Linked DNA regions of Mus musculus: regions 1, 2 and 3 are each linked to region 4. The links are chromatin contacts, called in public Hi-C maps. All regions are on one chromosome and are shown on one strand. The core of a region is the stretch at or near the end of the contact, and the rest is flanking DNA. Distances in the headings are between cores, read along the strand shown.

Evidence for each region. A called contact is a pair of places that touch in the nucleus more often than the background predicts.
Region 1: a contact with region 4 is called in a Hi-C map of the N1E-115 cell line, with 4 times the contacts expected there. The contact joins two enhancer-like sites. A contact is called at or near these places in 1 of 484 Hi-C or Micro-C datasets (the N1E-115 cell line) and 2 of 115 datasets of contacts at active chromatin or transcription factors (embryonic basal ganglia and embryonic stem cells).
Region 2: a Hi-C map of the N1E-115 cell line shows a contact between it and region 4, with 2.7 times the contacts expected there. The contact joins two enhancer-like sites. A contact is called at or near these places in 1 of 484 Hi-C or Micro-C datasets (the N1E-115 cell line) and 2 of 115 datasets of contacts at active chromatin or transcription factors (embryonic stem cells and pancreatic cancer cells).
Region 3: a contact with region 4 is called in a Hi-C map of the N1E-115 cell line, with 10 times the contacts expected there. The contact joins two enhancer-like sites. A contact is called at or near these places in 3 of 484 Hi-C or Micro-C datasets (the N1E-115 cell line, embryonic stem cells and uterus), 5 of 115 datasets of contacts at active chromatin or transcription factors (embryonic basal ganglia and embryonic stem cells) and 1 of 9 other capture datasets (embryonic stem cells).

Annotation. Positions count from the first base shown.
Region 1 is chr9:46,820,502-46,827,513 of GRCm38.p6, reverse strand. No RefSeq gene overlaps it. Among named protein-coding and RNA genes, the nearest start is that of Gm31614, 6.4 kb to the left of the region's middle. Within about 2 kb of position 4,768, at least 1 of the 459 cell types and tissues checked has an H3K27ac peak or open chromatin away from gene starts, as enhancers often do. A contact at or near this core is called in the N1E-115 cell line, where this site is marked.
Region 2 is chr9:47,584,617-47,591,860 of GRCm38.p6, reverse strand. All of the region lies in intron 1 of Cadm1 (cell adhesion molecule 1), which reads right to left. Among named protein-coding and RNA genes, the nearest start is that of Cadm1, 58 kb to the right of the region's middle. Within about 2 kb of position 1,945, at least 64 of the 459 cell types and tissues checked have an H3K27ac peak or open chromatin away from gene starts, as enhancers often do. A contact at or near this core is called in the N1E-115 cell line, where this site is marked.
Region 3 is chr9:47,705,705-47,712,721 of GRCm38.p6, reverse strand. All of the region lies in intron 1 of Cadm1 (cell adhesion molecule 1), which reads right to left. Among named protein-coding and RNA genes, the nearest start is that of Gm10677, 110 kb to the left of the region's middle. Within about 2 kb of position 4,716, at least 40 of the 459 cell types and tissues checked have an H3K27ac peak or open chromatin away from gene starts, as enhancers often do. A contact at or near this core is called in the N1E-115 cell line, where this site is marked.
Region 4 is chr9:47,276,444-47,282,764 of GRCm38.p6, reverse strand. All of the region lies in intron 3 of Gm31816 (a long non-coding RNA gene), which reads left to right. Among named protein-coding and RNA genes, the nearest start is that of Gm39332, 36 kb to the right of the region's middle. Within about 2 kb of position 2,409, at least 37 of the 459 cell types and tissues checked have an H3K27ac peak or open chromatin away from gene starts, as enhancers often do. A contact at or near this core is called in the N1E-115 cell line, where this site is marked.

The DNA.
Region 1 (7,012 bases), core at 3,519-6,018, 460 kb after region 4:
ACTGAAGTTTGCAAAACGTGGTGTAAGTATATTATTGGAAAGACATCAAAGCTATGAGCTAAGACCTTTTTAAAATACGGGGCCTTACTTTGTGACCCAGGTTGAGTTGGACTTCACTCTCAAAGTCATGGCAAGCCTTGTGAGTCAACCTGAGCTGAGATTTGAGCCATAAGAGGAAGTAGATGGGGTCAAAGACTGTTCAGTTATATTTGATGTAAGAGAAAGAGGGGGGACAGAGATAAGGGCACACAGAAAGAAGGACACACAAAGAGAACACTCATTAATGGCCACCTGCTTCCTAAGGTAGCGGTTGGTATTCTCTGAGATGTATAAGAAAGCCCTTGGGTGATGGTGCACTTCTGATTTTTGTGACAGTCTAGTTACATAGTCAGATGTATTTCTCTGAACTCATGGATTGGTACACTCATGCTCTACACATTCCATTGCACACAAAATTTATCTCAAAAGAAAAATGAAGCAAAATAAACCAGAAGCAAATATTGGCCTCTAATGAAACACAAGCTGAAGTTTCTGAAGATAATGGACATTTGTATTTGCAGCTGACTGACATGAAACAAAGTAGGACAGCTGGGGGGATGGGTAAACCAGTGGGTGGGTAGATGGAGAGGTGAGTGCCTGGGTGGATGGATGGGTGCATGGGTAGATTGAGAGATGAGTGGGTGAGTGGATGGATAGGTGGATGAATACATGGATGGATGGCAGATGGATGGATGAATGGGTGGATAGATGGATTGAGTGTGTGTATGTGTGATGAATGAGTGGATGGATGAGTAGATGGATAAATGAGTTGATAGATGGGTGAGTGAATGGATGGATGGATGGATTAATGAGTGGGTGAGTGGATGAGTATATGAATGGACAAATGGGTGGATAGATGGATTGAGTGTGTCTATGTGTGATGAGTAAGTGGATGGATGGATGGATGGATGGATGGATGGATGGATGGATGGATAGGTGGATAGATGAGTGGAAGAGTATATGAATGGACAAATGGGTGGGTAGATGGATTGAGTGTGTGTATGTGTAATGAGTGAGTGGATGGATGAGTAGATGGATAAATGAGTTGATAAGTGGAGTGAATGGAAAGATGAATGGGTGGGAGGGTGTGTGTGTGTATGGATGTATGAGTGGGTGAGTAGATGGGTAGATAGGATGGATAAATGAGTAGATAATTTTAAAAATGTGAAAAATGTTAATTGCAAAGTTCAGGGTTTATGGTTTTTCACCCAAAATCCTTTTGGCATTTCTATGTATTTAAAACTATAATAAAATAAAATAGATAATAAAATTTGGAGTTTAAAAAGCATAGTTTTTATAGTTTGTTATTTAAATGAAAAGATCTAGACAACAGGAAAACTATAAGAGTTTGGGTGATTGACACTCAAGGATGGGGGGAAAAAAAGAGCTATAGGCCAGTTAAATTTCCAGAAAAAAAAATCTTGCGAAATTATTTGATTTTAAAATTTTGTGTATAAGTAACCCCGGTTAAAGCACTAATCTGCAAAAGGAAAGAGAGCTTTTATATTGAGATGTCTATTAAATCACAAAAATGTACAATTTCATTCTTCGTGATTGTAATGAAAACCAAGAAGAAGGGGTCATGGTGGTGAGAGGTGCCTGGGGCTCCTTAGCTGAGAGTTCTGGAAGGCTCTGTGAGTAGGGACAGATACGTCCCAGACAAACAAAAAGAGAGTCAGAAAGGTCCAAGGCTGGACTAAGAAGGGCAGTGGACCAGGTGTACAGCAAAGAAGGGAGAGGCAAGGGACAAAGGGATACACTGAGTCTTAGAGCTCTAGGCTCTGCTTGGACAGCTTGGCCACAGTACAGTTCAGAGGACGCCTGTACTACTTACTAACAGAAGCTGATACTTTTTCATTTTTTTCCAATTTTACTTTGTGCTGATAATATTTATGGAAGTTTCTATCTGTGTGGCAGAGTCACAAAGATTGGAAAGGGAGCATTGAGACCATGCTGTGACCCTGGAAGTAGAGGAACTCCCAGAGCAAGGGCTATCTCTGTCTCTTCACACTCTCTTTTCTACACCCCAACTATTCACTTGCCCATGGAATCCCTGCTGGTTGTTTTAACAAGACTGTTAACTCAAATATCTCCATTCCTGATACCAAGGGTCATTTCCCGAGGGGACACAAGCATGGAGTCCAGGGAGACTGACCCTAGTACCTTTACAAGACTAAGATCTTCAAGGAGGACTTTAGGAAAGCCTTCTCTTGCCTTGGATAGGAAGAAGTTGTGGTCGGGGTCTGGCATCCAGATGGAAGTGGAGCAGAGCCTTCTGGGTAGATAAGAAGTGAAGAGACTGGAGAGAGAGGCCAGGTTCTGAGGCAGCTGAGGAGGTTCTGAGCTAGAGAGGTTCCTACTTCAGGCACAGAGTCTGAGGTGCTGGTGGTGAGAGACAACCATGCACCTTTAGCTGGCAAGCATCCACCCCTGTGACAGTGAGTGGTACCAAGCGGGGGCACCGTGGGCTCTGGCACAGAGCTGGCAGCTGCCACTGTGGAGATTTTTATGCTAATACCACTTGTCAAGCCATCAGCTCTCAGGGCAGGCAGCTGGACCTGACATGAAAGCATCTCGGGCCTCTGGGGTTTGTGTCCCTTGAGCCTCTGCCAGGTCCTCAGAGAAGGCCAACCCAAGTTCAAAGCTGACTTTCCAGGACGGGAGTAGCCACAAAGCAGAAGCTGTGCAGGGAGACCTGCCCTTGGGGACTACAAGGGGGAGGGGAGATCACTGGTCCTCTCCTGAGCTTCATTCTCTAAGGCTCCACTCTCTCTTAAAGCCCCGTTTATTAATAAATAAATAAATAAATAAATAAATAATAAATAAAATAGGAGATCAGCTTCTAGAATGGATGGTACACCTGGAGTTTCCTGATGGGATGGTCCCAGTCAGTCTTCCTCCTCTGAAACAGAACACCTGAGATTCTAATTAAGAAGGAAAAATGGTTTCTTTTCGGCTCATTTTGGGAATAAGATGGACCCCCTGCCTTGAGCTTGATTGGCAATGGTGTGAAGTGTGCTGGGGCCAATTGTTTACCTTGCAGCCAGAAATAAGGGAGAGAAAGAGGAATGGGAGACCCATGAAAGGCACAGCCACCAATGACTCCAGAGCTCTCTTGAGGGTCTAACACCTAAAGTTCTGCAGAGCATCCCAATAGTGGCATTCTGAAGATACGGTCTTTAATATATGCAGTTCTGGGGGATACTCCGCACCCAAACAGTACCAGAAGGTCATGGCAATTTCATTCTAGTTCATTTGGTTTGACCCCTCTGTCCCTGTCTGGGTAGAGAGAAAAGCATGGGGTCACTGTTGACTACATGAGCTTAGTCCTGTGATCTCCCTCACCCATGTGACCAGTGTCCACCTTCACATACTGTGTGAAGTGGCAGAAGTCTAGGTGTGGTCATCTACCAGATTCACATACTGTGCCTCCGTCACCATGCCGTGGTAAGAGGTATGGAGATAACTTGATATGGCCCTTGACATGAGGGGCGGGGGGAGACAGAGACAGAGAGACAGAGACAGACAGACAGAGTGTGTTCTGATGAGGAGTTGTGTGTGCTTCAGATCAAATGGCTCAGGACTTGGATAGGAAACGCCTAGTAAAGGATGAAGCGTCTCCAGCTGTCAACATCAAGAGCACCACCCGGGCCTGAGACCTGTAAGATTTTTAAGAACAACATCTGGAGCCGAGATGGGTAATGGAATTCCTAGGGGAAATCTGCTTTCTGCCATTTTTCCACAGAGTTGGGAAAAGATTGGGTGTCTTAGAAGTAGACAAAGCTGAACTCAGAAGCTGGAGACCCTGTGGTCCTTCCAGTTCAGTTCCCCCTGTGGGCTCCAATAAGGACTCTCCCCATCCCACGTTTCGGGTTTTTTTCACACATAAACTGGGTGCCATGGTCCTGAGACTGCTGTTTCTAAAGCTGCTGCTGACTCTTTCTTTGGAGTCCTCCCCCTGGAGCCTCAGCACTGTGGGGAGTGAGCTAGACAGGACACCAGCAGCAGGTGGAACCCTGGGGGATGCCTGTTGAAGAGAGAAGGCAGATGTCCTCTGCACCCACCCATGGCCACCAGCACTCTCCGAGGTGTGCAGGGAAGTTTCCTGTAATTGGTTTATAGATGGTTCGCTCAGCATTGTGTCTGGCCATAAAATATACTCACTTAAGAGTCTCCAAGGAGCTGAGAAACCTTCCAGACTATAACTCTGAGCTTCCCATCCCTCCTGCCTGGCCTGACACTGTATTTGGTGAGTCTGATTTGATTTTGATCTTAAATCTACCCTAAATGCCTCTGAGCAGTAGCCTTAGGGAGGACGTAGAGACAGGGAGAGGCCTATGGTGACTGAAAATTATGACTCATGCCCATTATAATGGAAGGGATGACTGCTCTGCACAGCCTCTTCTAAATCATCCCTAGGGAGATTGGTACTGGTTCTGCAGAGGTTTACACTGGTGCATAAAGCTGCAGGGAGCAAGGAAACATGGGAGGTGTTTCACCTGACCTAAGTCTCCACTACCAGGGACTCCAAGGTTCTGTGTCAGCCTTCCAGTAATTTCTGTCTTCTGGGTATCCTCTCAAACATCTCTGGCAGCATCTTCCTCTTATAGAACTCTGAGAAGCTGGTCTCTGAAAGCTAGTGTGTGGCTAGACAGATGGCTTGGTTGGTAAAGTTCTTGCTGTGCAATCTTGAGGACCTGAGTTCGAATCCCTAGAAATTAAGTCAAGGTTACCATTACTTCAATGAAACACCATAACCAAAGCAGCTTAGGGAAGAAAGGGTTTATATGGCTTATTCTTCCACATCACAGTTCATCCTCAAAGGAAGTCAGGACAGGAACTCAAACAGGGCAGAAACCTGGTGGCAGGAGCTGATGCAGAGGCCATGGAAGCATGCTGCTTAATGGCTTGCACCCATGGCTTTGCATAGCCTGTTTTCTTATAGAACCCAGGACCATCAGCCCAGGGATGGCACCACCCATAAGGGGCTGGGCACGCTCCATCAATCGGTAATTAAGAAAATACCTTATAGCTGGACCTTATGAAGGCATTTTCTAAATTGGGATTCTGTCCTTTCAGATGACTCTAACTTGTGCCAAATTGACATAAAACTAGCCAGGACACCAAGTAAAGCGCCAGGCATGGTGGCACATTCCTATAATCCAGCCACCCACTCTATCTGAATTGCTGAGTTCAGCTACAGTGAGAGAGCCTGCATGTGCACACACATTTACACATACCTGAATACACATGTGCACACCCACCTAAATAGATACACACACATATACATAGCCAGAACATGCCAAGCATAGGAACCCTACCATGTCACTGATAATATATCCAAGTACAAGGAGTATAGTCCTTCTGAGATGAAGAGCATCTACCTGATGCTCTGCTGGGACAGAGAGGCAGATTAGACCATAGCAACCACTGGTCAGAGGTGAGGCTCCCAGCCATGTGCATCTCCAGAGTATGAACAAGGTTTCTGCTCTAGGGGCTTTCCATTTACTAGACCTCTCCCCTTCCACACCTTCCTCCAGGAAACCCTTTCCCGGCCTCCATTTGGAAACACTCCCACCTTAGATTTGCTCTTAGCTTTTTGGGGTGTCAGATAGATGCATGCAATGGTTAGGGTCATCTGCTCTAAAGTCAGATGGTCCAGATTTGAACCTACAATGCATCATTTACACTCTTAGACAATGTACCTCTCCTCCCCGTGGCTCCATTTACTGAGCAATAGAAAGCAGGATAATGGAAGTGGATGCCTCTAAGGGCCACCATGAGTGAGGGTGGTGCATACAGTGGCTACCAAGCAGAAGCTAGTACTGAGAAATCAGCCCATGTTAGCTGCAGTTCTCTTTTCCTTGGTTGGGGGAGGTGATGTGGAGAAGATCTCAAAATGTATACTGAAAGGTGGTCTCCCAAATGGATCTTGTGTCCAAGATCTAGGAATGAATGAGTGAGTGAATGAATGAATGAATGAATGAGTGAGTGACTATTACCAATCATGGCTGTTGCATGCAAAGCTGTTTATATCTTAGCTACTACCACAGACTGTGTTTCATTATTCCAATGGAATGTGCCTATGTGATGATTTCTATATATGCTCAACCCAAGGAATGGCAGGATGAGAAAGTATGGCCCTATTGGTGTAGGTGTGTCACTGTGGGTATGGGTTTTAAGTCTCTCATTCTAGCTGCCTGGAAGTCAGTATTCTGCTAGTAGCCTTCAGATGAAGATGTAGAACTGTCACCTCCTCCTGCACCATGCCTGCCTGGATGCTGCCATGTTCCAGACTTGAAGATAATGGACTGAACCTCCGAACCTGTAAGCCAGCCCCAATTAAATGTAGTTGTTATAATGTTGCCTTGGTCATGGTATCTGTTCACAACAGTAAAACCCTAAGACAGTGTACCATCTTCATAAGTACTAACAGAGGGACCAGGCAGTGGAGGCTAGGAAAGGCCTTCTCCTGGGATCATAGCACTCGGGGAGCACTGAGAGTCACTCTTGTCCAAAGGCTTGCTGTGCTAGAGAGGAGTTCTATTTAACCCTTCGAAGCACCAAGACATAGTCGGGATTGTCTAGGACATGTGGGTCTTTGAGCATGAGCATCTCGGTCCATGTTAGAGGCTGAGGATTCCAAAGTGTCACAGCACAGTGATTTGTGTGTTTCGTTCATTTATTAAAACTGGAAGGGCAGGCATTGTGGTGCACACCTATGATCCCACCACTTGGAAGGCTGAAGAAGGAGATGGCAAATTATGGACAGCCTGGGTCATCAGGCTAGTTAAAGGCTAGCCTGGGCAACACTGGAAAAAATGTATCTAAAAAATCCACATAAAAAGGAAAGTGGGTGTGGTGACAAGGAGGAAGTGAGGGGAGGAGAGGGGGGCATAGAAGAAGGGAGCTGGGAAAGGAGGGAGAGGAGCAGTAAGCAACCTTACCCCTCACACTCGGGGAAAGAAAGCAA
Region 2 (7,244 bases), core at 696-3,195, 310 kb before region 4:
AAATATCTCTATAAAAGCGTATATGTAATAAGGCTACAGATCATTGGTTAGCTGCCAGAAAAATGATGGAATATAGTATAGTTTACTTATTTCTTTTTAATGGCTCCAACATTCCACCTGAAAAATTGGTCCCGGAGCTGTATAATTGGGGATAAAAATTAAATGACAGTTTCCATTTGTCACAATGAAAGCTGATCACTTGTGTTTTTTCATTTATCCGCACTGACTAAAGTGGTTCCTAAAGTCTACCAAGCCAATCTTTTTCCTAACAGTGAAAATAATGTTGTTACTGAAATAAAAGGAGAAATGAAATAAGCTCTTGGCATCTGAACACACACTTCATTCCGGTTCCACAGTTTGTGACTCTGTCTGTTCCCATGCAGTAGAGGTGGATGCCAGATGACAACCTCTGGGATTCATTAAATGCAATCTGAAAATTCATCATTGGGCCCACTGTCTCGCTTACAAATACCTTAAAATCAAGTCACTAGGACTATGTATTATTAGTAGAAAATCAGTGCTCGCTCACTCATGTTCGAAAGTCGGCCAAGGTAAAGTCAATAATTAGAGTAAGGACAGACACTAAAGGGAGAGCCGTGCCTTAGCTCCCATGTGAGGAAGAGGGGGTGCGTGATGCTAAGATTCATGTTGCTGCTGAATCTGAAGGGACAGCGTGTGAGAAGGTGTCAGAAGAGGCTGAGAGCAAGGCAGGGAAGGGGCCTGAGGACGAATGACTACAAAAGAGCACTCATATGTCAGAACCTGTTCGAATCTTACATTACAAATGTGCTGTTTGGTTCTTACTCCTCTTTATTTCTTTAGTTCTATGAGCAGGAGAAACTGTCCTCCCCACCCCACCCCCAGATGTATTAGAAAGCTTAAAAAGATATGGGTCACCCGGCAGTGGTGGCACATGCCTTTAATCCCAGCACTTGGGAGGCAGAGGCAGATGGATTTCTGAGTTTGAAGCCAGCCTGGTCTACAGAGTGAGTTCCAGGACAGCCAGGGCGACACAGAGAAACCCTGTCTCGTGGGGGTGGGGGAAGGATATGGGTCAATCCGCCTTGAAGCATATGTCTTCCCTATAATTTTAGACTTGGGATAATTTGAACTTTGATTGACTTCCATCACTGACCTCGGATAAAGTATTCTAAAACTAGAGTTGAAGCAAGCAGTAACAGAGCGCAGCGGAGAGCAGTGGCCTTTGAGATCTGCCGTTGCTCCCCAACCATGGCTCATGCCCTAGGGCCAGCTGCAATGACCTGCTAGAGTTTTAGTTTCTCACCTACAAAATGGAGATACTAAGAGCACTGTGAATGTTAAAGAAATGGTTGGTGTATATCACCTGGAATAATGGCAACTAGATACCAAATCCTTAATCCTGTTACAACTACTATTATACCATGTCTTCATGATTTTAAAAGACAGCAAAGAACCACGCAGTCAGAAAACTACAAGAAATCTAATAAAGCTATAACAATGGATGCGCCACTTCAAGACAGAAGAATATGCACAATCAAACCATAAGACAAACTCCAGGGTGATTACTCATGTGCCAAGTATTTACTTTGTGAAGAAACTAGGTTTGGGAAGCCTCCTCTAGTGGACGGGGGCATCTCAGTTTAAGCTGGCAACAGCACTGAGTATGGGTTGGGTATCAAACACTACAGGCAATTCAAGCACGATTAGAAAGAAGGAATCTGCCATCAAAGAAGCTAGACCTTGATGGGCAGGGACACTCCCTACCACTTACAGAGCACTGGCTACATGCCAGCTATGCTTGAGTCATTTCCCTTCCTGCTTATCAGAATACAGGAGACTACCAATCACCAAGTAAACGGCCGGGACAAGGGAAAACAATTCTCTCGCCCAAGGCCCTTTAACTACTAAGTTACAACACTGAGCTTCAAACCCTCCTCTGTCTGACTCAGAAGTCACATTCTCATGAGGGCATCATGCTGCCCTCCATTTATTTGTGATTCATCAGCTACTTGCCAGGGACAGGATCCGGCAAGTGAGTGCCCTTGTGTGGAACTGCTGCCAACGATGTTAAACTGGGAATAGCTACTGAGTGTTTTTAAGATGAGCAGAGCTTTAGAAAGGCCATCCCCTTTATAGATTAAAGAATGGATGAAAGAGGTTAAGTAACTCACCCAAGGTCAAATGATAAAGTAGTTCTGAAAAGCATAGTGTCAATCAGCATGAAAGTGAGACATGCTACACAAATATGAAGAATAAGTCTGTTACTCAACATGAGGTAAACATATGTGGCTAACGGGATTTGATGGTTAGTTTTATCCTCAAGGTGACACAACCTAGAGTCCTCTTGGAAAGGGAAACCTCTTTTGAGAATTGCTTCAATCTGATTAGCCTTTGGTCACGTCTGTGGAAGACTGTCTTGACTGATATGGGAGGACCTAGCCCACTAAGGGCAGCACCATCCCTTACACAGATAGCCCTGGGTTGTAGAAAAACAAGCTGAGCCTGAGCCACAGAGCAAGTAAGAGAACACATGAGTCTGTGAGCCTCAGCTTTCATTGTTTCTACTTTAGTCCCTGCCCTGACTTTCCCCAGTGATGAGGAAACCTGGGACTCTAGGATGAAATAAACTCTTTCCTCTCCTAAATTGGTTTTGACCGTGGTATTTATCACAGTAAAAGAAAGGCAAACTAAACACAGGACCAAAAAAGTTCTGATAGAGCAATCCTGAACACCCAGTGTCAACAAGGGGGCAGCTGAGAGTGGGGTGCACACTAAAGGGGCAGCCTGAGAGAGAAGGTTCATCCGTACATAATCCAAGATCCACCATCTCCTGTCCCTACAACCCAATGAATCCAGCTGGAGGCCCCTGAGAGCTGCCAAGAGGACATCAGGTATGGAACCTAAACCTTGACTGATACAAGGGCAACCAAGATTTGGGTAAAAGGAGGCGGTAGGGACCCAACTAAAATGAGCACTGCACATTCGTGAATGCCTCCAACTCTGATAGCCTGTGGTAAAAACACAGCACTCAGTCTCTCCAGAGATCCCCTCGGCTGTAGGACCAGGCAGAAGGGACCTAAACAAATGTTTGGCCAGTTTCTAGGGTTTGCTGTTATCTCTAATGCAAGACGTTCTGGAGAAAATTCAGAGCCTTAGAAACTGACAAATCTGAATTGGAGAAGTGAATCTCCATTCGTTAGTTACATAGCCCTGTTCATCTTTCCTGCCAGTGTCACAGAATTTAGAACCACCCGAAACAAATTTCTGAAAATCTGAGGGCCTTTTCGGAAAGGGTTAACCGAGCAGAGACCTGAGTGGGCAGCACCATCCTGTAGGGTGGAGCTACTGACTGAATAAAGAAGAAAGGAAGCTGAGGAAGACAGTTTCTCCTGTGTTTCCTGACTGTGGACACAGTGTGACCAGCTAGCTACCCTTGCCACCATGTCTCCCTCATCACTTCATCATGGTAGACTGTACACTCAAACCAGGAGCAAAAACAAACCTTTCCCTTCTCTGGAGAGGGAGAGAGAGAGAAAGAGAAAAAGGGGGGGGGGGTGTAAAAGAACCTAGTCATTTATATTGGCATTAAACAAATCACTTATCTACCTCAGGTTAAATATTTTTCACCAGTAAAGTGGAAATAGGGGAAATATTCCCTTTTCACTATTTCTGGTCTCTTTGAGATCCAAAAATAAGCAGTAGTCACTCCTGTGCCAGCTGTCACACTGCTGCCTCTCATTGCCAATCCACCTTTACTTTGCCCATTCTGTGACAATGGCTCTGGGTCCTTTTAGCTGTTTTTCCTTTATCCTCTAGCACCAGGTTAAGGCTTTTCAATAGAGGGTGCCAGAGAGGCACTGCAGACTATGACTCTCCTAGGATCCAGCAACTGCAGGGACAGGGTCCCCACAGCCTGGGTCACCAGGCAAACTTCCCTTTTACTCGCTACAGAAAATATTCTACCAAGTCTCCACAATCCTAACTTTAGGAAAGTTCCCCTAAATCCCGGACAGGCTGCCTTGCAGCAGGTTCATCAGCACAGCGGCTTCTCTGGGAGCGCAGCTGCAGCCGCTCCCACAGTGGTCTGGACTGCAGTCGGCCATGGCTTCTCTCTGTGCTTTATCTAGTTCAGCACCTGGGCAGCGGTGGCCTCTTGTGTTTGCTATTCTTTAGAGTGCTAGTCTCTTTTTTATACTGGCCAATCTCATTAGTCCAATAATACCTTGTTGCAGTTAACAAGCTCTTATGTTTTCCATGTTCAGTGTCCCTGTTCTGTTTCAGTCTGATTTCTCCCTTTGGAAGAGACATAGATTAATAATTCCTAGGTTATCACCTGGAATATGGTTAATGCTCAATGAACAGCACATCGTTAGAATAATTGTAAGTGACTGAGTTCCTGTCTTCTTTACTCTTAAAAGCAACCCCTTTCTCATCCTTATGTTGACCACAAGAACAAACAATTCCTACACAAAAAAACCCTCTATAAACGGAGAATGAATAAAGAAAAAGGCACCCTAACAGTTGCTGCCAAAAATCTGACTGGGGCAGGGGGAGTGCCTCCCAATTAATTGTTCACTAATTCAGCATGCAGACTAAAAAATTCCTGCACATTCCTCAGTTGATCTAAAAATGCATGAAAATAAAAGAACGCCAAAACATGAAAATGCCTGCATTTTCTTTCCAAGAATATTTCCAAGAGTATCCTAAAAACTGTTAACATATACAAAAGGATTACATTCAAGCAACCATTTTCATTTTGCAATTCTAAGATGAAATCACAGAAATCCCAGACAAGAACAGCTGGTGCAAGAAAGTGAGGCGTAAGGAAGACTCAAGAGAAGAAAGGACAAGAATGGGATTCGTCCCAAGAGCACAGAATCAACATGCCCCTACTGTAAGCGTGCCAGCTTAATTCCTGGGGCAGGAGTATAAAACGCCATGATGCGCAGTGTCATGTCTTACCTTATGACGCGCCAACCATGGAATCAAACTACAGCAAATATACAGCTCATTTTGAATGTGTAAAGTTTCCATCTTCAACATCCTGATTGTAAATCAGGGTATTCTACCCCCGGAAAAAGAGCCACTCCCTTAGACATGATCCTGTGTCGTCTATACTTTAGTCTGTCTCAAAATCTTCCCTAATTATCAAATTTACAAGGAGCAGAAAACAAGGTAGGGGTGGAGGGGGGTCTTATTAACTTTCCTGCAGACACCTTGTTCGATTTAAGACCTAACTTCCATTTTAAAACACCCCAGAAAAGATATTGCAAGGCACCAGCAGGACCCCAGCATAAAGCAAGGCTCCTCATTAAAAGCTGGAATGGAACCTGCCAGGTATGCCTGCGGGGATGTGTGACAATAGCAGTTCATACCACATGCCTTTTCCGACCTAGATTAAATTACTGACAAAATGGACAGACTACCCAAAACTGTGAGCAATACACTCTGCCAATGAAAATAATGACTGCGCTTGCTATGGCACACAGGCTTTCGGCTCAGCTTGTCAGCATTGTCTGTCAACTAAGGGGCTCAATGGTCTTTCCAGCCAACCCTTTGGCTGCCAAAACCAATAAGCTACCTTCATTTCTTAAGCCCCCTTGGGGCTTTGAATTACTCTCCATTTTGGACTTAAGGTCAGTCTGGTGAAACAGTTTTCCCCCTGAAAGAGTCATAATCAGACGCAGCCCCTTTCTATACCACCAACCTACTTAAAACTCAGAGGAAGAAAACTCAGGAATGTGTACGCTGCCCCGCTGGGTCCTGCACATTTGCATTCTGAAAAGGTGTGCCTACTGCTTAGGGTAGCAAGGTGCATTTCCTTACAATGCCATCTCACAGTGTTCTCCGTGTTTTATAAGAAAACATGGATTCTGCTAAGCCAGTGTGTGACAGCAATATTTTAAAGCAGCTTAACTTTACGGTTTTGCCCATTCTAGTGAGTTTAACAGCCTCATTATGTTATAGGCAACCGCAATCACGTACATGCGCACAACCACATGTGCCTGAAAGTATAAGTTTTGCTGGATTTTATTTTTCATTGTTCATGCAAGTTCATGACAAATCTCTTCACGGCAAGTGAAACTCCTCCAGAAAAACAGCAAGCTTTGTCATTTATATTTTCATTCACATATTCAATTCGTTTACTTACAGAATAAATCCCCACTATTACCAACTATGGAGGAAAAAAGTCCCCTTTCACCACATTCTGTGTCTTTCTACACAACGTGAGGATTGGGCAGACTCACTGGATTTGTCCAAGCAAGTTCAACCACTAACCTGAGGTCTTTTGCCCTAGGGAAGAGCCTGACAGATGACAGTTTCGAAAAATAACTTTCAGCCTCCAATGGAAGGTACTGACAGGAGCGCCATTCTTATAAAATACTGGTCCCCAGAGGCCCGTCTTTCTGTCAGTTTCCTTCTGCTGGCATCCCAACTTGGGTTTCCAGGCACAGTGCCTCTAACTTATCTTTCCACCTCCAGGCCTCCCACAATCCTTAACTTCATTCACAGCTTTTCTGCCTGGTTCTAAACCGAACATTCACCCTTATAATATGGTGGGGGGACTCCAGCTAAATGAGCCTTCGGTTCTGATGTGATCTTTCCAGTTATTGAATGTTTCATTGAATTTTCCACTATGCAACTTCAAATGCAGGAAGCGGCCAATTCATTTTGTTAACTGTTGTGCAGTATAGATAGCCCGCTCCATAACTATGCACTTTGATTTGGTACATGAGGAGATGTAGTTTTCATTACATCCCTTATCCTCCTAATGACATTTCCAAACAGGATTTTAAGAACTGTGAAGCAGAAATAAAATTATGCTGAAGCTCCAAACTGATCACGTGGACTGGAAAACGGCATCAGAGCCAGTGAGTGTGAATGGGATCCAAGGCTAGCACAGTTCGAGTTCAGAAACAGTCCTCAAATAACGAGCATCTTTCTGATGCCCCTTACATTCCCAATCACAACTGAGACTCTATGAAAGAACACAGACTAGTGTGGGCTCCTGACCCCAGCCCCAGAGCCTTTATCCTACACCCAGGCTTCAACACACCTTTGATGTAACTCCTTCCTTTTCAATAATCAATCAGGGCTAACATTTTGGTTATCTGGGTTTACACAAAAAAACCTAAAGGAGCCATGAAATTGCTTCTGTGAAGCACACCCTGCACTGACTTTTAAATAGCTTTCAGAATCGTCTAGAAATGAAACTACTGCTATCGTACCCTTTGTCTTCTCCACTCCCATACTGGAGCAAT
Region 3 (7,017 bases), core at 3,467-5,966, 430 kb before region 4:
TCTATTTTAATTAGAAGGAAACCCAGTTCTGTAAGGAAATGAAATGCCAATGATTTTGCAATAAAGTCTGTTCCCATATAAAAATAATTCTAACTTCTCTCGCCCGAGTTTTTAATAATTTGTAGGTTGAACTCCGTTATTGTTTTGCATTTCCTCTGCAGAGAGGTATGCACGCGCACATCTCTCTTTATTACATGCTGGTGAACAGTAAGTAAAAGGCTAACTATCTTTTATTATGAAAAAAAAAAAAGGCAAAATTACTGTTTACACCTTCCGCTTTATCCTAAGTGCTCACGTATCCTGTGGTTGGTAGGAACAGAAGAGGGAAGAAAAAAGCTTCACTCAGCTAATATGAAAGCTGAGTTGCCAAGGACCACCTCTGCAAGGACGACAGAGTCACGTGCCTTGTGGGCTACAACACCCTTACAGAAGAAAAACAGAAAAGAGTCTCTTTATACAATTTCAGAAGGTCTCCTCCCAACATAAAATGTGGGCTTTAGCCAAAGAGAAATTACACACTCTGATTAAAATATTAGTTTTGAAGTTCATGAGTTAACCAGGATTCCAATCTAGTCTCTGTAACACAGAGATGAGACAAATGGATTATTCTATTGAAAGTAACTATGGCTATATTCTACAAGATCCACATAGTTCATGCTTTTAACAACATTACAGCCAGTAAGGGAATGTATTTCATTTTGATGATTTCATATATTGCATTAATGAGAAAAAATCGAGGCATATTATCTTAGGATCTAAAATATTGTGCAATTATAAGTTTTATGCCAGCTTTCAAGTAATTCAGTTTTTCAAAGATAGTAAAGGGAAGAGTTTGAGCTAGACAGATAGCGTCTCCCTTAACAATGAAAAGTACTTCTCCTCAACAATTAGATTTCCCTCCTGGAAGGCTGCACAATCAGGGGGAAGCACTAGATTCATTCCATATTCTGTTCACTTAGGGATGCTTTTAACATCCTCTGGAGTAAACACTCTAACAGTAAGCACACAGTACCTGGGAGAAATGTCTACCATAGGACACTCGCTCGGCCCTCTGTAGTGACTACAAGCAAACATAATAAAACAACCTGACATAAAAAAATCACTGCTTCTCTATCTCACCAATCTTCTCCCAGCACTTTAAAACATGCAAATCATATTCCAATGCATTCTTAATGCCTGCCCCAGATTACACAAAACAACACCAGGGTAATGAAAACCTTCATAGACTTTATTTGCAAATATTGGAATGGATGGATGGTAATATGCTATAACCACACAGTTAGCGCTTCTTCCTCCTAACACTATAGTTCAGTTTGTGGTAGTGTCCAGGTCCTCCATGATTTTCTGATGATACCATTGCCATGGGGACCCTCTTTCTGGCAGTTTTGTCACCGTGGTGCAACACTCTAGGCACAGCTTACCACAGGGTTAGAGCGCTGCTTAAGGGAACTCGAGGAAGGCAATCATTACCCACAAATGCACCATCTGCTGTGCCTTGCTGCTTAATTAAACTAAAACTGGTAGGTTCTTAATTCTCACAGCTCATAAAAATAAAGGTCACAACAGAGCACTGGTATCACGAACCATTCACACAGTGTAGAGTTGCTCAAGTGTGTGCCGCCAACATCATTCAACAGAGAAAAAGGAAAGCCCCTATCCCACTGACGTCAGAGCAGAGCATGATTCCATCCGGCTGACATCAGATCAATGGACAAGGCAGCTGCCTCATCAAAATGAGTGACTAGAAGGACAGAGGCTCGATGTCTGGCCATCATTCTTCGAGTCTCCCCCAGAGCACTTGCCAAGAAACTGCTCGTATATTATAAGAATTCTTATGACCTCATTCATTCATTCCTCCATTGTTCAGTTACTTATCAAGTGTTGTGTAAGCATTTGGGGGTGATATGAAGATGCATCAGACACAAGCACACTTGCAAATGACTTTACCATCTACAGCTTTACTGCACATAGGAGATGATAATTCATGCATTTGGGATATACAGTTCAGTGGTCTCTAGAAGGTGCTAGAAATCTCTAGGAGGTTCACAGGGCCCAGTACCTGTCACTAGTACCTAAGTTACAAACCCTGACTTCATCCCCAAACCATCTCACATCCACGAGCACTCATTCTCACATCTTTTGCCCAATTCGGCAGCCAGTAATTTATTTTCTGTGGCTATAGCCTTGCCTTTCCTGGAAATTTCAGATAAATGGCACTTCTCCCACTTGGCATGGTGTTTTAAGCTCATCCATGCTATGCTGTGTGCTGCTGTTAAAGACTGCATAATATTCCACTGAGTGGATGCGCCACGTGTTCCTTATCGATTTGTTAAGCAGTGTGCATTTGGGTTGTTTCTGGGTTTTGTGATTATGAATACTTCTGCTGAACATTGTCTAGCATGTTTCTATGGAGACACATTTTGATCCCAGGGTACATTGCTAGGCATGGAACTGCTGGATCCTTTGATCACTATTTTTAATACTTTGAGGAACCACCAAGCTGGTTCCAAATTTACTGCATCATGTTACATCTCTACCACGAATGTATAAAGTTGCCAGGTTTTCCACACCTTTGTCTGCAATTATTATCTTTTGTTAAACTTTAGCCATCCTGGTGGGTAGTGAGGCGGTTTTGATTTGCATTACCCTGGTGACTATGACAGCAAATACACTTTCTGTGTACTCTGCCTGTGCATCGGCTTAGGTGATGCTCTAAATATTTATTTTTAGAAACCATTAGTCAGTTGTTTGGTATAAACATATGAAATACTGTATTTAAAATCGTTTCAGCTCCAATGTGTGGCCTTCCCCATCAAATAACTAACATGTTTTTCTTATCTGTAAATTCCTTTTGATGTTTAAATAGAAACCTAAGTGTCTAAACCCAGAAAAATATCCAAATTCCACAGTCTATTTTAACATGGGGCTTGGTGGGAAATTTTTCATTTGACTAGACAGCTCTCTCTAGCCAACAGGCCATTATACAAATCTACTAGAAGCCAACTAGTAAGGATTTCTAAAGAAGACAAATGACTTAGAAAATACAAAGTTACGGGAAATTCGAGAGGATGAAATGACAGAAAAGCAAAACAGAAATTCAGTTTTAAACAAGGACATTTACGAAAAGCTATAGAGGTAAAGAGACAGGCTCAGAACCTACTTGAGTTTCTTGGGGAACGTGTGGAAGATAACCAGGAGTTATTTCCCAGAACCCTGAATGAATGATGATGTCATTTGCCCAGAAGTTGGAGGAGGGGGGAAAGAAAAGCTAGAAATACTACAAAGAAGGGCAGGTTACATGACTGTGTCTTTTGTAGTGGACAGATGAGGACACGTGCTCAAGCTGATGTGAGCCACAGTGGGTCTGGGAGGCAGAGTGGTGGAGTGGGGGTCGGGGTGTGGTGCAAGATGACACAAAAAACCCAGCAGGGTGCAGGCAGAGAGTTCAAGAACAGGTCTGGGTTAGGGGTGCTGGTGGGGAAGGGAGAGCTGAGCTCATTCACTCGCAGGCAGAAACCTACCTTCTTAACTCCTTTCAAGCCAAATCCCTCCAGCGTGGAACAATGGAGAGCTTAATTCAGTGATACAGTTATGAAAGGCTGATGAATGAAAATAATTGATCCTCATTATCTCTTCAGCACCTTTAATGCACCAGCAACAGCGATCACCTGTCTTTCCCCCTGAAGTCTCTGAACTGGATCATGCATCTTGAACTTCCTTGACTGTAGTTCCCCCCACCCCTTTGTTAAACTCAACATTTCTTTCCAAAGAAAACAAATAGAAACAAACAAGAAAATAATGGATTGGCTGCCACTCTGTCCACAAAAAAAAAAAAAAAAAAAAAAAACAAAGGAAACTCAAAAGTGAAGTCTGCAGCCCTTGTAGGCTGTCCCCTCCAACGCCCATCTGTAACTGCTCTCTCTTGCTGGAGTGTCCAAGGAAAAGGCTCAGGGCAGCAGAAACAGAGACCTTACCAAGCAATTACCGGTGAGGAATCTTCTGCCAAAACAGTTAGTACAGACGTAACCTTTCTTCCCATAGAGCTTAGCATCATCCCGTGGCCAAAGAGAGGCTTGATAAATACTACATGCTGAACAAGTGATCAACTTGATAGGGGGGGAAAAAAACCCTAAATATGAGGAATGACCACGGGGAGAAGTCCAGTGCTTCCATGAGAAGCTGAGGTTACCGCGCTTCCTGCCTCCTGTAGGTGGCGCCAAACTCCTTGAAGAAAGGGACAGGCAGAGTGAAAGGCTGCTGCTGTGTCTACACAGACTGGAGAACCCTCTTCTGAGTTGGCAGTCTCTCTTCCAAGGCTGCTCTTCTTCACTGCGCTGGCAAGCCCTGGATCAAAGAAATGGCTCACCTGCACTGCGTTAATTACGAGCTGCCCTTTCCCTGAGTGCCCAGCCTCGCATTACGGGATGACCAGCTCCGCAGCAGAGCTCCACAGTGTTGGGCAAATGGAAGGTTAGTTACAGGGGCTATTAAAAGGATTGGCAAAGGTAAAAGCGCATTTTAAAGCCATTAGGATCCCTTGCATTAAGTCTTAGTAAAGAAATGCCACGAGGCTACTATTGAAAGCCACCAGCCAGAAACTGGGATCCACAGGTAATCAGCAGTAAGTTGGGCTACCGTGGCAGAGGGCTCTCATGCTTCTGAACGGTCCTGATCTGTTAGGCCTTGGTCAACACGCAAGAGTGCCAGTGAGGCCTCCAGGAACACCACCCAGATGTGCACTTCCTGGAGAGTAGCCAGAGCTGGGACTTTGGCCCTCACCATCATGAAGCAGTGGGAAGTTCCGTGGGGGGTGTAGTGGGGAGAACTGAAGAGGCTTGGTCAAGCAAGAATAAAAGAGGCTATGGGCAGGGTGTGTCTCTGAGGACTACACAGCCAAGCAGGAACTGGATATTTCAACCCAGGTTTTCACTTGCATTCTCTAGGTCCGATTTTTATAACAAATAAACATTTTCTGCCAAGATCCTAAAATTTTTTTTAACAACAGCCGCCAAAACCGACTTCTATTCTGCACAATTATATAAGACCGAGCAGAGCACTGCTCTCATTTTTGAAGCTTTGTTTTAAGCTCGCTCATTAATCTTTCAGTCTTTTCCCATCTCTGCTTGACTATAACTGCCCTGAATTTATCCAAGCCTGCAGTATGCCAGGCTCACTGGTGTCTAAATCACCGAGAGCTGAATACACATTCTACTCAGGGGACTCAACATTTCCATCAGAAAGAACCAATCACAGCTTAGGAGAGGTAAACCTCTTTTTAATTGTATTCTATAATACTAACAGGCATTCATTACACATGGACCTTAAAACAAGATTTGCTCTTGGCTGCTCATAATTGTATTTCTACAGCAGTTTAAACCGTTGGCACCTGCAATTGCTAGCAGGCCTAAGCTACGAATTTCTATTATCCCAGTTTCAAGGGTTACATTTAAAATAAAACTCGGAGGGGCCAAACATTACATACACACATATTTACACAAATTAAATACTATGCACAAGTCAATACCTTCTGCACACAAAACTACATTAAGCTCAATTAGCCCTAAGCAAAACCACAGGAAGCAGGTTTCCTGTGAACCCAGGGTGCTCTTCCCTGTACTACAGAATATAAAAGCAGCTACAATATGGAGTTTTGCAGGACTATCAATGAAGGCTTAAAAAAAAATCATTATCAATACTGATTTCCTAATTAGCTTATATAAAATTACCATAAAACAATCCAACTCAAGGAATTTATACACACATAACATCTAACTTCTGGGTATAAATTTAAAAAAAAGTTCTCTTTAAACATGCAGGGGTCAGCATGAGTTTTTCCAGAAAAAAATAATTCTAACTCTGAGCTACAAAGAGTCACCAAACTAAAGTGCAATGTCCTTCTTGTTATGGTTTTCTTCTTGATTATGACCAAAATTAAATTATACAAATATTTCACTAAATATCTTCTCAAACCTTATAAATATTAATATGAACTCAATCTCCTATGTGCCCGGCATTTAAAAATCCATTTAAAAATCTTGGAAACTAATTTAAGATTTCCATCTAGAATACAAATTAGCAAGTCCTCCGCCTGTGTTTCGCTCAGCACCCGTATCTGCACATTTAGTACCGAATGTCAGTCGGTAGCACTTAGAGACCATGAATATTAAAACCACGCATTGCCTGCTAACATATCAGAGCACAGCAAGCCTTCAGTTTGTCAGAAGCCGGGTTTGCAGCGGACAAACTACTGCATCTACAAGACCAAAGCCTTTTGTGAATTCCCCAATTGTGCAAAGGGGACAGAAGTTTTACTGTTAAATAGACAATCTGGGAGGATTGCACACACACACATACACACACAAAATTAAAGTCTTTTTAAAAACTCACTACCATGTAATGCCCTTGGCTATTTGTCTTCATTTCCTTGAAGACTTGATCAGAACAACAATGTCAGCTACTGCTCACTGAGTATGTACTAAGATTAAGTACTTTACACACACACACACACGATACGCACACACGCAGGTTTTATACACATGTTCTTATTTGCACGCCACCCTTACAGTACTTTATGCACGTACTACACACACATAGTTATCTTCATATATACACTATGGAATCAGATTCTCTGCTTTTTGGGGGTGTTATCCCTACGGAGGTCAGGTGACTAATTTATTTGAGCTAACGAGTAAACTTTTAGAAAGCGAGAGTCCCACTGTCCCCCTCTCTGATGCATGCTATGATGCTGCCACCATTCTGACCCCTGCTGGATACTCCCTCCAACAGGGAACAGGGACCCTGGCACACGTTTGCTTTCCACGTGCGTGAGGAGTAACTTCCTAGAGCAAGTCGTGTTTCTTTAAGCACGTGGGAAACCAAGTGGGTTACCCTGGAAAGCACATCAACTGCCTGGCACAGAAAGCACGAGTGTATGGCTGGGATTGAGCTCAGGACTTAAGTTCAAAATGAAGTGTGCACGGCCTACCAGCCTCATAAGACTGCCCCATCCCGCTGTCT
Region 4 (6,321 bases), core at 1,160-3,659:
AATCTGCTCTGGGGATCTGCTTGAAGAAAAAGCACTTTGTATAACTTTCCATTTGGCTTAGCACGCAGACCACCTGCAGGCCTCTTAGGGGACCCCACTTGGAGACCCACTGTGTTAGCAGCCAGCCTGGGTAGAAGGAAATAGCTGCTGTTCTTCTCAATGCTTCGGGAGGAACTGGCTAATGAATTGAAGGGGGATTAAAACACCCTACACCCAGTTGAAAGCAATCTCCATTAGTGTAGCACACGCAACACAACCATGAATTATTGTGTTGATTGGAGGAGACAAGCCATAAATTTCTCCTATTAAACTCTTTGACTCAGAATATCAGGCAGAGACTAATGACTTAAAAATAATACATGCAAATGCCATTGGCATACAGATGACCTGGGTTCTGGTCCCAGCAGAGGCAGTCAACTTATGACTTAGAGCAGATAATACATTTAGGAATTGGGGCAGAATGCATAGCCCCATGTAGATAACAGGAATATTTTTATGTTTTCTCAGAGAGCTGATACTCCAGAGAAGTTAGAGGGAGTGAAATAAAGGACATCAAGAAGCCCCCCTCCCCCCAGTAGAGAATATTAATGTTGTCTGCTCTGGGTTTGTCACCTTCCTGGAAGTTTTCTCTAGGCAAGCCCAGGGATGAAGGTAGTGAGCCTAGCCTGAAATCTCCCCATTGCCCCGTGCTTAAATACTTCCCCTTTGTCTTTCTGCATTGGCAGCTGAGAGTAATTGCCTCCTCTTAACCTGTTCTAACCAGATCCTTCCCAGCATCAAACTCTAGAGTGGCCTTCTTTCCAACTCAGCCTCCAGCCAACCCACTTCTCAATTCTTCAGTGTGGAGCCACGTTGACTCCAGAATCCTGTCAGGTATGCCTTTGTGGAAATGAAAGTTGAGTATAGGTAGACCTACCTATTCTCTCTGACAGCATAGACTTTATTTTCCTGGTAGGAATCCTGACTGTGTTTTCATTTAAGTCTCTCCTTTGGCTCTGTCCCATACCTACCTCAGCATCTGAGATCCCTCTTGCTCTGAGATCCCTAGTGACTCAGGTAGGATCTACATTGAATCCATCACTGCGTGAGGTTCCATGGCTACTCCTGGCACTACCTGCTGGAGATAGGAATGGACAAAGGCCCTAGGGACTCTGGGTTCAGGCTAGAGAGAAAAGCAATTCTTTATGGTCACGCCTGTATGAATGACGTCTGGTTCTTGGAGGATGGGGTCCTGCTTCTTGGATTCTGCTCTTGCCATTCATCAGGCTACCCTAGTCATTCCATCCCGGGACACCCTCCAGAGTGCAGTACCCAGTCTGCTTTGGAGAACAATCACCAAATGGCAGGATGACATTGTCCCTTGTGAGACTCACCATGGTTTATACTTACCTCTGCTTATGCCAATGCCCTCAGGATGAAGCTGGGTTCTCCATTAGACAAAGGGACTGGGAGAACTCATCTCCAAGGGCCTGGGGCCTGGAGCCTGACCCTGAAGGAGACATTCCTACTCCATAAGCCCCAGCTGCTCTGAGACCTCATGTTGGAGAACAGAGCATCAAACACAGTCCGGAAGGTGCTGGAGGGCTCATTTCTTCTCTTTCCTTCCTCTCCACCCCCTCCCCATTTTTATTATTATTATTTTTTTTTATTAACAAGGATGAAAGTAAATGTGAACTCGAAACAATAAGGCATGGAAAATCACAGAAATAACTTAATTAAGTTTTTAAAGATTTCCATGCTTGAATAAATTAGCCTTCCTGCAAATGTCACAACATTCAGAAAAAAAAAATCGTAATCAATGGAGCACAATGCTCCCCTGCTCTTTATTTAAACGAAGGCTCCATTGGTGCGGCTCCTTTTACCCATGCTCCTCCCCAGCAGCTGCTGCTCCTTGGCCCCCTGGCTTCAGGCAAGGGCACCAGACTCTCGAATCAGCATATTCCATTCTGGCTGCTGGGAAAGAAGAAAGATGGAAGATGGTGGGTGGGGACGGGGCGGGGAGGAGCCGGCAGGGAGACTTTCCCTGGTCTGTGCTTGTCATAGTCCTGGCTATCTTTTACAAGGTAGCAAAGGCAAACCCCTCTTTAGAGTTTGAGAGTGTCTCCTAGACTGAGGACGATCCAAGCCTCAGTGCCAAGAGGGAGCATGATGGAAATTAGAAAGGACTCTGAAAAGCAAGGGCTTGTCACCTGTCATACCCTCTTCCTTTGCTCCCCTTTCCAGGCCTTTCCTCATAACCGGGGCTGCCAGAAACTGGAAGGTCTCAGGAATAGGCAGGAAAAGATGCTGGGAAAGGGAGAGGGCCCTGATGTCCAGCACGGCCTTCCTGCCTGCAGCTTCATGGATGGGTCTCCATGGTCTTCAAGGCAAGAGGGCAGCTTGCTAGGCTAATGAGTCCAGCCGCTGCTGATTTGAACAGCAAGTGATGTCATGCTGGCTGCCAGGCCCTGCTATAATGCAGCTGTCAGGGCCCCATGGGGAAAACTTGGGGAGAAATACGAGAAGCCTAAAAAGCAGCAAAAGGCCCAGTCAAGTGAAGGGAAATGGGATTACAGTAATGCTGAAAGCCAGCGCACTGGAGAATTAAAACGCTTTGTTTTGGAACCAGATTCTACTCGACCCAAGTTATTAAATTATTTATTGTTTGCCTCTCCAGTAATGGGAGAGATTGATGGTGTGTGTGTGGGATCAGGCAGGGCAGAAATTGCTTTAATTATCAGGTACATTTGGGGGGCACCCTGGGTCTAGGCTGGTGCCCCTGATGCTTGGGGTGGAGTGGTAATGTGATGGTCTGAGCTTAATTAGATCCGTCCGATGCATTTATGGTAGAAACCTAAGAGGAGCCCCATCTTGATCCTCCAGACTCACTAGATGTTTCATGACCTTAAATAGTTTTGCTTGTGTGGCACGGCTTGGTGTTAGGTAGCTATCCCCAGAGCTCCAGGAGCTCACGAGCTACCATCACACTGGGTGTGGGGTGAAGATGATTAAGGCTCGTGGAAGAAGATAGGGTAGGGTCAAAATATGGATGAGTCCCACACAGCCCATTTATCTTGGACACTGCTCATCCTTTGGCAGTGTTGGGAAAGCAGGGCAAAGATGACGACACATTTCACAGAAGAGGGATGGAGGCTTGGAACTTTGCCTGAGCCTTCCAGCGGATGAGTGGCAGGTCCTACTTGGCTTGGCTCCCGAGCCTAACCTTAATGTCTTTGCTATTGTACTTCATGGCTTCAGGGATAAAGCAAGACAGAAAGGCGGGGAAGTGAGGTTGCTAAGACTTTGGCTCTCCTCTGTCAGTTAGCAAAAGTCTAATCTTTCTGTAGATGTGGACCGGCTCCTAGTCAACTGGGCTCAGCTGGAAAGGAGCAGTTCAAAGCTGCCTGTTGATTGGTGGATGGATTAATCCAAGGTGGCTTAAGGATAGGGACCATCCTCTTAATCCTGAACCTCAGGATTAGCTGGTTTATGATCCAGATCCAGGGGGCTCTCAAAAACCAAGATCAGAGAGTCGAAGGATACCTGGGCCCCTCCCCCTGGCTCTTCCTAACGTCTAATGGGTTGTCAGTGCAAGGGACCAGTGATCTGATCCTTGGTTTCTGACCTGACTTCACAAGGAGTGATGATAAGGAAATCACCCTCAAGTCAGCTTAGTACCCTGCCCTCGAAGTCCTGAGACTCACAAGGCTTGAGACCATCCACAGTACTAGCAGTTGTGTGTCCACCAGTCAGGAGTGCCAGGGAAGCTGATTGCTATTGCCACAGCGACTGGAAGCAAAGGTCTGGGTGAAATGCTTTGCCTCCTCAATTACTGCTGCTCTTCCTTTTCCTGCAGATTTGGGGACTCTTCTGTTAATAATGACCTTTTTGGATTTATGCCCAGGACTTAGAGATATTATCTTCGGATCCAGGTAATGAGGTCGCAACTGATCCTGAACAAATGGAGGAAGTTATTTAATAATTATAACGCGCTGTCTGAGGGGGGACCTTTCATTTGTTGGGATGAGAGACATCTGTTTATCCTCACTCTCAAGCAGAAGATTGTGATATTTCGGGGTTAATTCTGGATGGAATCCAGTTTGCTTTCTGCCTTTGTTGTTTTGTCTTGGCTTTGACTTTGTTTGAAGGCCCTGCTGTGTTCGCCATGAGAGGTCGCTACAGTGGAAGGAACATTACTGGAAACCAGGTTAGAAGGCCGGAAATACCCCTTTCTCTTAGTCTGAGGTGTAATCAGCTTCCAGGACCCATAGATGATGCTGGCAAAGGAGGTTGGTAGTGTATGGAGACCTAACTTTTGGTTCTTGAGACAGGATCTCCATAGATAGATCAAGCTAGTCCAGAACTAGTCATTCTCCCGATGTTTCATGTATTAACTTACTCAATTATTTATTTATATATGGTCCTACTGTATACCCCAGGTTGGCCTGCAACCTCTAATTCTTCTGCCTGAAACTCAGAGTGCTGGGATACAGGCACGTGTCATCATAGACTGGGATACAGACATGTGTCATCATAGGCTGTAGAGGCAGAACATCTTTATATTATAGTACTATTTCATACAATATATTTTGATCACATTCTTTGTTCTTTCTCCTCTTCCAAATCCTCCCAGATCTTCCCCCAATTTAGAGGGGAAACTGGCAAATTCCACATAGATTACACAAAGGATGTAGAGAAGAGTTCAACTGGCTTTCTTTTCTCTCTTTCTTTCTTGCTTGCTTCTTTCCTCCCTCCATCCCTCCTCCCCTTTCTCCCTCCCTCTCTCCTCCTTCCTTCCCTCCCTTCTTCTTCCCTCCTTCTTCCCCCCTCCTTTCTTCCCTCCTTCCTTCCCTCCATCCCTTCCTCCTTCACTTCCTTCCTTCATTCCTTCTTAGAGTGCAACAAGTTAGAAGCATACAGGACCTGGTCCCCAGAGAAGACACTGTAGCCCTTACCATGAAGAGTGTGAGGGGTAGAGGGGGCAGTACAATCTAGGGCTCAGGGAAGCTCTTGACAGGCCCTACTACTCCTCAGTCTTGAGGGTCTGGGAGAAAGGAATGGTAAGACTCAAGGCACAGAAGGGAAGGCAGCTTGATTTGAGTTACACAGAAGATCTTGCACTGTTAGGGGCAGGACCCCAAGTTATCTCTTTAACCTGTTTCTGTGTACTTTTAAAAACACCCCTGATCTATGGCTATTATGTCTCTGCTTATACATCAGGGGACAGCAATGTGACAGAAGGGAAAGGGCTGAAAGGTAAAGGTAAAGAACAGGAGGGGAATATATTCAACATTCAATATATACTTGTATGAAGATGTTCTTATATAACAGGGTACTACTACAATGAATAGACATGGTAAAAATTAATTGACGAGTATATTAGTTATTATATGTTAGTTTTACATATTAATCAACTGACTAACATGTATATGGTTCTTTAACTTTTGTCTGCTGGTTGTCCTTTTCTGTCCTTGTCATGGATTTGTATGTGTCTTCTGTCTTGGAACAGTTCTCAGGATTTGAAACAGAGTTGCCACAGCGGTCCTGGGTCTTCCAGTGAAACGTTCTGATTGCTTATGTGTGTTTTGGAGACTGTCCACCCAGATTCGTTGTCTTCTCCCTTCAGCCTTCCTCTTTTCAATAAGTTTTGTTTTCTAGATCCTGAAGAGAGAATTGTACCCAATAGTACTCAAGTCTGGCTTGATGACTGAGACTTAGTCTGGTCCAACTTCTTTCTTTTCTTTTCCAGTCTGCATTGTTTCACCAGTACAGCCTCAGTAAGGAAATTATTATTCTTGTTATTTATTTAGTTTTGAAAAGTATGTAATTGGCAGGAGACCAGACATCTGACAGGAGAGATATAAAAGAAGACGTATCCCTCATGGCCAGGGAGGTTCTCCTGGCAGGGCTCACCCCACTCCTTGGAGCCATTCATTCCTCTGGGATGAGCAGAGAAATCAGAGCTGAGGAGGGTTGGCCCGAGAGCAGAGCTGCTCCGGTTAGAAGGGAGACATGAGTTGGCACAGTCCTCTGAACGTTATCCTGCTGACCTCAGCGCCATGGAGGATGTCAGGGGGAGAAGGCCCTGTCCATCATACTGTGTCTCTGGGTTACAGTCTCAGAAAATTATTTATCTACACGTTTATAACATGAATCATGTACGTAGCCAGTTCCTCACCAGACTTTCTTAGGAGGCCACAAGGGTGCAGCTCCCTCTCTGTGGAGTGATCTTGAAACCATAGTGCCTAGCACTGTGTAGGGACTCAAGGGAACTCTGCTGGGAAAAGACAAATCCCCAGGGCCTCTTACTGCCGCTCTGGGCTTCTGCTGACAGCTGTCACC